Regions from separate parts of the Mus musculus genome. Here region 2 is linked to region 1. Evidence: chromatin contacts called from public promoter capture Hi-C data. All regions are on one chromosome and are shown on one strand. The core of a region is the stretch at or near the end of the contact, and the rest is flanking DNA. Distances in the headings are between cores, read along the strand shown. Region 1 has its middle 43 kb from the start of Aldh8a1. Region 2 has its middle 22 kb from the start of Gm5420.

The links. Promoter capture Hi-C pulls out the DNA fragments that hold promoters and counts their contacts.
Region 2: a contact with region 1 is called in a promoter capture Hi-C map of liver, with 2.5 times the contacts expected there. The contact joins two enhancer-like sites. A contact is called at or near these places in 1 of 39 promoter capture datasets (liver), 1 of 484 Hi-C or Micro-C datasets (bone marrow-derived macrophages) and 1 of 9 other capture datasets (embryonic stem cells).

Annotation. Positions count from the first base shown.
Region 1 is chr10:21,418,426-21,422,685 of GRCm38.p6, reverse strand. No RefSeq gene overlaps it. Among named protein-coding and RNA genes, the nearest start is that of Aldh8a1, 43 kb to the right of the region's middle. Within about 2 kb of position 1,470, at least 11 of the 459 cell types and tissues checked have an H3K27ac peak or open chromatin away from gene starts, as enhancers often do. A contact at or near this core is called in liver, where this site is marked.
Region 2 is chr10:21,666,644-21,670,897 of GRCm38.p6, reverse strand. No RefSeq gene overlaps it. Among named protein-coding and RNA genes, the nearest start is that of Gm5420, 22 kb to the left of the region's middle. Within about 2 kb of position 1,732, at least 47 of the 459 cell types and tissues checked have an H3K27ac peak or open chromatin away from gene starts, as enhancers often do. A contact at or near this core is called in liver, where this site is marked.

The DNA.
Region 1 (4,260 bases), core at 221-2,720:
AAACTCCTGGTCTGGCAAGAAGATGAGTGTGAACTCAGAGTGGCACGTGAGGCAGTTGTGTTAATAAAGGCGTTGCCACGAAAGAGTCTGCACTTCACAGTGGGACAATGGGAGGAGTCCCTTGGGAGTCAGACTCTACTCAGCAAAAGCTGTAGGTTATAAAAATACTTATTCTCTCGGGCTCCCCAGGCCTGCTCTTCGGCTCACAGATGGTTTTCTTTCTCTGCATTCACTTCCAGTGTGCCCTGGCATCTGTGTAGGTTCATCTCCTTATGGGGTACCTCAGTAAGGTTGCATTAAGGTCATTCTAAAAGCTTCATTTTTAGCTTCATCATCGTGCTGAGATCCATCACATTTTGAGACAATATAAATTGTAATTAACGTATTGGGAAGAGGTGAAGACACAGCTCAGTCTGTAAAGCGCCTCCTGCTTCCTGTCCTTCATCTCTTCCTTTCTTTCATTCCAGGTTTTACTTTCTCAATAAATACTTACTGAGGACTTAGCAGGGGCCAGATACTACAAAGAAAAATGAGACAAAATCCTCTACAAAATCCTTTTTGTATAGACTTACACACTCATACACACTCTCATACACATACACACACTCACATACACCACAGACACACTCATACTCACACATACATTCACACACCACACACATACACAGTCACACAACACACACTCACACATACAACATACATCTCATACATATAACACACAAACAACACACACACAACACATACAACATACATCTTATACATATAACACACAAGCAACACACACACACACACACACACACACGCACACAACACATACTCATACACACCACACAAACATACCACACAAATTTTTATGCACACACTCACACATACAACACATACTCACACAACACACACTCATACACACACACACCATACACATTCACATACCACACCACATACCATACACGCACATTCATGTTTACACTTACACATACACACACTCATGCACACATACATTACACCACACATACACCATACACACACACTTATACACACTCACATACACACACCTACAAAAGTCTGTTCTGTGACTCCTCTGGCATCTTCTAACATTGAGACTGAGACTGGTTCTTGTCACATCGCAATTAGTGGCAGAGACCTTACTAACTGGCAGGGTCAACGCCAAGACAGTATGGGATAATGGCCGCACCGATTATACTCGCCAGGAGGTAGATTTGTGATAATAAATGAAAACCAGTGCCCAGCATGAGAGATGTTAAACTCAAAGTGGAAAACAAATCGCAATCTGGTTATTTAAAATGCTTGCCCATGGAGTGGGGGAAGAAAGCAAGAGAGGGAGTAAAGGGAAGGGAGAAGAGATGACACAAGAAGAGAGGCAGGGGAGGAAAGGGGAGGGGAAGAGAGAGGAGGGGCGAGAACAAAATGTTACAGAGAACCAGCGCCACCTGTTGGGGAGAAGTGGTGCTACATCTGGTAAGTAAAAAAAAATGTGTGCCACTCTTGTCTGCTATCTCGTGTTCTCCCTGAGCTAGCCTCAATGATGTGTACCACGAGAGCTCACTTAGTCAGACTGCACACAGCCAGGCTTACAGGTTCCATGCCATTTAACTCAGATCCTATTAATCAACCTGCCCCTGACCTGACCAAGTCTCCTTTGAGAGCGAGAGACTTCAACCCTTGGGGGAAGGCTTCTGGCATTTCTGAGTTTTGTTAAACTCAAGGTACTGTATAGACAGGTTTGCGCACGCGCTGTGCCACGCCCTCCTTTTCTCGAAACTCAGACACTTGGGACGAAAAACAGACCAATCAAGTAGCAATTTTAAAAAGTGCCAGTCAACAAACAAAATGTGACCCCCAAATGGTGTGGACAGGACTAGAGAACGTTGTGTGGAAGTACATATGGCAAAATGATGACGTTTGGATGGCGTTCAGTGCTGAGAGAAATCTCAGCAAACACACAACACTCGTGGTAAGGAAAAAAAAAATGTGCTCTTGCTTTTGGTAAGGAAGAAATGGCCCGTGCTTGAAGGGCCACCCGGAAGAGCGATTTAACCTGAGTAGGGCTTTTTCAGAGAATAGCTTGAGATAAGGGAGGAAAGGGAAGTTGAAACGCAGGCCGACCATTGAATAAAGGCAAAGATAAGGTTACTCGGTTTAAAGGCGTTGAAGATTCTGGGAAAGAAAACAAAGCACCATAAACCGTATCCTAGGCTAACTTAGCTGCCAGTTATAAGCAGAAGAAAGTGGCTGTAAGGTAGGAAAATATACCCCAAAGCAAAAGAGAGGTTTAAGACCACAGGTATGTAATTGAAATCAGAAAAGAAATCTGGCTCTTTGATACATTTTCGTGTTGATGAGTATACTAATAAGACATTTCTAAATATTAAGCCAAGGGAGCGCCTTCAATGAGGAATTGAAGAGGATGAAGAGAAAACGCCAGAAAAGGATTCAGACGCAAAGCCCAGGAAAAACAAAGCAGGGGGTTAAAGATGGCAGTGAACAAGGCTTCAGAAATGACTTGGTTAAATTTCATAATATCTTACAAATAATTCATAATAAATAAATAAACTAATGGATTATTTAACTTTCTGGCATAGCAAAGGGTGGGCAGCTCCCCCTCTCAGGACACTAAGAATATGTGTGGCGACCTTATAAAAAGCCTGCTTGCTTCAGGGCCTTATCCAGTGCGCAAGACTGGTCAGGGGTTTGCAAGCGCTCTGATGTACATCTCAGAGCTCACTCATTGTCCCCAACACATTTTTTATTCTAAGGTTAAATCACTACGCTCATTTTACACCAATGTTTTTCTGTAAGTGAGGGTGCAAACTCTAAATTGCTAAAACTGCCCCAGGAATCAAAGCTCCAAACCGGATGATAATCCCTCCCTCCGAGTGCTTGGTTCATGGAGCACACAAAGCCTGGAGAAGTGCAGTCTTGTTCTGTGCTGGACTTGAGTAAAGCAAGGATTTGTTTGTTTGTTTGTTTGTTTTTATTGGAAGCTCAAGTAAACAAGGTCTCCTTGGTCCTGTATTTGTTCGCTTTGATTGTACTGATACCAAATGGGGCCTATATTTTATCTTATTTCCTATAACTACAGTTCTCAGTGTTCTGATAAAATGCCTGACAGAAATGTCTCAAGGAACGACAAAGTTATTTTGACTCACAGTTTGAAGATGCAATCCACCCTGGCAGGGAACACACAGGTCAGGAGCGTGAAGCGGAAGTTCACAGTGTGCCTGCGGCGTGAAGCGGAAGTTCACAGTGTGCCTGCAGCGTGAAGCGGAAGTTCACAGTGTGCCTGCAGCAAAGGTCGAGAGCCGTGAATGCGGGTGCTGATTGTTTTGTGCTTTACTCAGCTCAGGATGGCAGCCTCTGATGTGGTTCAACCTCCACTCGGGGTGGGACTTCCGTCCTCCGTTAACCTCTCTGGAAACAGCCTGACTGATACAGTCAGTGGGCTCTTTCTGGGTATTTCTCAATCCAGCCAATACAATGACAGAGATTACAGATCACACCTGCGTTTAGAATCTCCTCTTCTTGTTCTTATTCCACACTGGTTCTGATACCTGATGTTCATCAGGAAGTATTTGGTAGGTAAATAATGAGTTTCCAATGTTCAATTATGTCAACGGGTATATTAAACCTGACCAGTGCACCATATCAGTTAGGGATGCTTCAGCCAGTGAGTAACAGAAGACTTCTCACACAAAAGTCTGAACATGGAAGCAGAAGGCCCTGGGCTCGCCTTGCTGCTCAATGACATCCCGGGAGACCATAGCTCACACCATCTTTTCATACCCATAATACTTAGCAGACGCTTTCATCCTGGTTCTTTGCTCTTGGTCACAGTGTGCCTGTTTCGCCTGCAATATCAGGGTATGCTCCAGGGGGGAGCAAGGGATGCCAGCAAGGCTTGTCTCTCCTCTATAAGGAAAGAAAGAACTTTTCCAGAAGCATCCCTAAGCATTCTCTGTGTTGTCTCATTGGCTAAAACTGGACCCCACAACCATTCCTAAACCAGTTGCCAACTTTTGAACATCATATAACTCACCCTAGTTGAAATTGGTAAATTAGTTTAGGATAATCATTTGTCAATCACAGAATCCAAGGGTATATTCTACACCCCTGAAACCAAAGAAGCCAAGCAAATGGGATTCCATTGGCTTGGAAACAAGGATAGATGTAGGCTAATAACAGAAAATGCCTTTTATTATGTATTTTTGGGTGAGCAAGTATTTGTATATCTCTAGTCAAGGT
Region 2 (4,254 bases), core at 483-2,982, 250 kb before region 1:
GTTTTAACATATGGATTATTGGGAATCATCATTCTCTACTGTATAAGTCAGAGGTCAATCTTTAGTCCCAGATTATCTGTACTGGCAAGACTCTTGACATCATATGTCACAGCAAACTCAGGAGCTAATTTGGCTGAAGGACTCTCTCTCATGTCAGAAGATTTTTAATTAAAAGTTTTATTTTAGATGATATCTTCTACTCAAACATAAGGCAAAGAAAAGAAAGACACACAAACTGCATCTCATGGGTTTTGGTGTGACAAGTATTTCTTAAAGCAAAACATTTAGCAATATGCAAACATTTTTGTGAAACTTGTTCCCATTTTCTTTTCACTGTTGTTTGGATGGGAGAAGAGGAAAGAAGAATTCCTTATGATGGCACACAGACGTGGGTTAGTCACTGTGGCCTCTCACATAAACGGCCCCCATCAGGTTCTAGACCGTGGTTTGGAAGATGAACTATCAAGCGGGCAAGTTCAGTACTTTTCCACTTGGAGCCTCTGTGCAGACAGAGTGCCGTGGTCTGGAGTGGAAAGGCCTTGTTCTTACACAGGGAGTTTCATTTTCACTGCTACACTGTTACTGACTGCCTAGGCTCTCTTGGGACTCCTAACTCTATATCCTTCAATGTTTAACATCCTCATACTGTTTTTAGTTAATGATAATGAGAACTAAATCAGTGTGTTCAGATGAAGTTTTGGATTGTTATTGGATGACAGTTTCACCTACAGACAGATAAGTGATCTACTTCTGTGGTCATAGGAGCTGGCCTTGAAAGTCTCTAAAAAGAACCCTGAGAGCTGGCCAGCTTTCGGCACTGAGTATGGAAATGTCATCACGTCAATGTAGCTATAATGCCCACTTCCACTTGTTCTGCCATCAGCATCTGGGCATGGCTTGTTTTATTTTTGCATCCTCTGCGTCATTAAATGATAACGTTTAGAAAAGTCACATTTCATCGTGGCTGACAGTATCTCATGAGCACAGAGCTTAATAAAACAAAGCTGTAGTAAGGGTTTTGGCTTTGCTTCATATTTCATTTCCTGTCCGTGGCTTATTGTTCTTGGGGCTGGGGAGCATTCCGACGTCTTTTAGAATATAGAATTCACTTACGGGCAGCAGCCGTCCATTCACATCGGGCTAAGGGAAGGAAACAAAGGACACTGTAGTTCTCAGCAACACGAACAAGTTCATCTTGTGGCCTTCATCTTCATTGACATTTGGCGTGGGTTAAACTTGAGCTAAAGGGCTTGATTATTCAAAGTTCTCTGACTTTTTCTTGTTTACGTTGGCATTCTGATTCTGAAGTCTGAACCAGACTTTTCCTTTTATCCATTCCACCTTAGACCATGGATTACCAGAATAAAATATCCAGTGAGGTAGAAAGAAAGGTTGAGGCATGTGGGGGATAGTGAGAAAGGTCACAGCTGGCTAGGATTTTGCCATGCGCTGAGTTTTGAAAAATTTGTTACAGGATTTTAAAGTGTATTTTCCGCTCACTAAAAAAACCACTTGTGGAAACTATCGTGGCCGCCGTGGGAAAAGGAAAATGCTGGAAAAAGGAAAATATGCTCACCTCTGCTTCACCTTCTGCATAGAGGGGCAGACAGGACGACTCGCTCGCTCCTCCTCCGCCTATAGAGGAGGAAACAGAGAGGAATCTGCTGGAGAGCATCTGATCTGTTTCAGGAAAGAGAGCAAGGCAGGCTTGGGACCACCCGCGGTCACTTCCTGTGCAGAAGCGGGCTTCAGGCACACACCAGTCAGTGCCGCAGCCTCCCTGGAGCCAGGCGTTTCTATTGTGATGCCTAAAACAGGAAAAAACGGACACGTGTTTATGTGTGCGTCAGATACTTGGAAATCCACCGTTTTCTTGGCAACATCAGGATGTTTGTTTGTTTGCCCATTACCTCCCACCCACGAACTAAACAAATGTAAAGCCAGAGAAACGGCGTTTACAGTAGTTCAGAACGCGGGTCCTTTATGCCAATGTTTCCTTCTTAGGTCAAACTAAGACGTCCTACAGGAAGTAAACGCAGAAAATGAAAACTAAAAATTAATCAGATATATAAATATCTGGCCATGCCTACTATCTCAACATTGGGAGGACCAGGAGTTCAAGGTTATCCTCTGATGTATAACATGCTTGAGGTTCACACAGACTAGATGAGATGCTGCTTCAAAAAAAAATACATGTTATGTATATATGCAACAAAATACACACATGTGCACACAGGAACTAGAAGGTAACAAAGCGATGGATCTGAAAAACGCTTCAAGAGTTATATCGATGCAAATTTAGTCAAGTAAAATATTTTTAAATTAATTAATTTTTTTACACTCCATACTTTATTCTCCCCTTCCCCCGTTTCCCCCTGTCTACCCTCCTACTGCTCCACATTCCACACCTCCTCCCCATCCTCTGTCTCCACGTGGATGTCCCCACCTGGCCTCTAAACTCCCTGGAGCCTCCAGTCTCTTGAGGGTTAGGTGCATCATCTCTGAGTGAACACAGACCCAACAGTCCTCTACTGTATGTGTGTTGGGGGCCTCCTATGAGCTGGTGTATGCTGCCTGGTTGGTGGTGCAGTGTTGGAGAGATCTCAGGGGTCCAGATTAATTGAGCTGGTCCTACTACAGGATCACCCTTCTCCTCAGCTTCTTTCAGCCTTTCCCTAATTCAACCACAGGGGTCAGCAGCTTCTGTCCATTGGTTGGGTGCAAATATCTACATCTGACTCTTTCAGCTGCTTGTTGGGTCTTCAGGAGTGTGGTCATGCTAGGTCCCTTTTTGTGAGCGCTCCATAGTCTCAGTAATAGTGTCAGGTCTTGGGATCTCCCCTTGGGCTGGGTCCCACTTTGGGCCTGTCACTGGACCTTCTTTTCCTCAGGTTCCTCTCCATTTCCATTCCTGCAATTCTTTTAGACAGAAACAATTATGGGTCAGAGTTGTGACTGTGGGATGGCAACCCCCTCCCTCACTTGATGCCCTGTCTTCCTGCTGGAGGTGGGCTCTATAAGTTCCCTCTCCCTACTATCGGGCATTTCATCAAAAGTCCCTCCCTTTGAGTCCTGAAAGTCTTTCACCTGCCAGGTCTCTGGTACATTCTGGAGCCCCCCCCACCCCCAACCTCCTATCTCCTGTTTCCATTCTTTCTGCTGGCCCTCAAGGCTTCAGTCCTTTTCCCTCATCTAATACCAGATCAGGTCACCCCACCTCCACTTTTAATAAAGAAAACCAAGTAAAAGACATAAAGGAGGAATGAAGAAATGGCTGAGTTGTAAGAGCCCTTTTCCCTCTTCCAAACTGAGTTCCTGTCACCACATGGCAGCTCACAACCATGCTTGTCCATGGGATCTGATGTCTTCTCCTGGTCTCTGAGTACACAAGGCGTGCATGTAATGCACATACATGCATACATACATACAGGCCAACATTGACATGGATAAAATAAAGTAAAAAGGAATCTTTAGGGTATGATGTATCTTCCTGTACCTAACCTGAGAAAGGTAGTGAACTCATGAGTATTTTAAAAAATAAAGGGTTTAAAGGTTAACATAAAACTCGCCGGAATATAAGAAGCTGTGGACTCTGTCCCCAACATTGAACCCTCACACTCACACATGTGAACGCACAGCTTTCAGACCCTCTCTTGGTCATTTTTGAAGGATTTCCTGTGACCTGGGTTTTAAGGAGCTCACTACCACGTGTGGCCTCCATTCTTTCTTTTTTTTCTTTTTCTTTAGATTTATTTTTTTATTTATATGAGTACACTGTAGCTGTCTTCAGACCCAACAGCTTCTTTTAACTCTGTCTTGTGAGCCCCTTTCTTGTTTCCTGGCCTCTGCTCACACTTATTCCTAACTCAATATACATATTCAGCAGCCAGAGGCTATGAGCCACACACCAGGAAGAGCATGCATTTTTCTTTCTGAGCCTGTCTAAGTTAGAGTTTCTCTTGCTGTGATGAAACACCACGACCAAAAGCAAGTTCAGGATGAAAGGGTTTATTTGCCTTACGTTTCCATATTGCTGTTCATTAGTGAAGGAGCTTGGGGCAGGAACTCAAGCAGGGCAAGGACCTGGAGGCAGGAGCTGATGCGGAGGCCATGGACGGGTGCTGCTTACTGTCTTACTCCTCATGGCTTGCTCAGCCTACTTTCATATAGACCCCAGGACCACCAGCCCAGGGATGGCACCACCCACAATGCACTGGGCCCTCCCACATCAATCACTAATTAAGAAAAACGCTT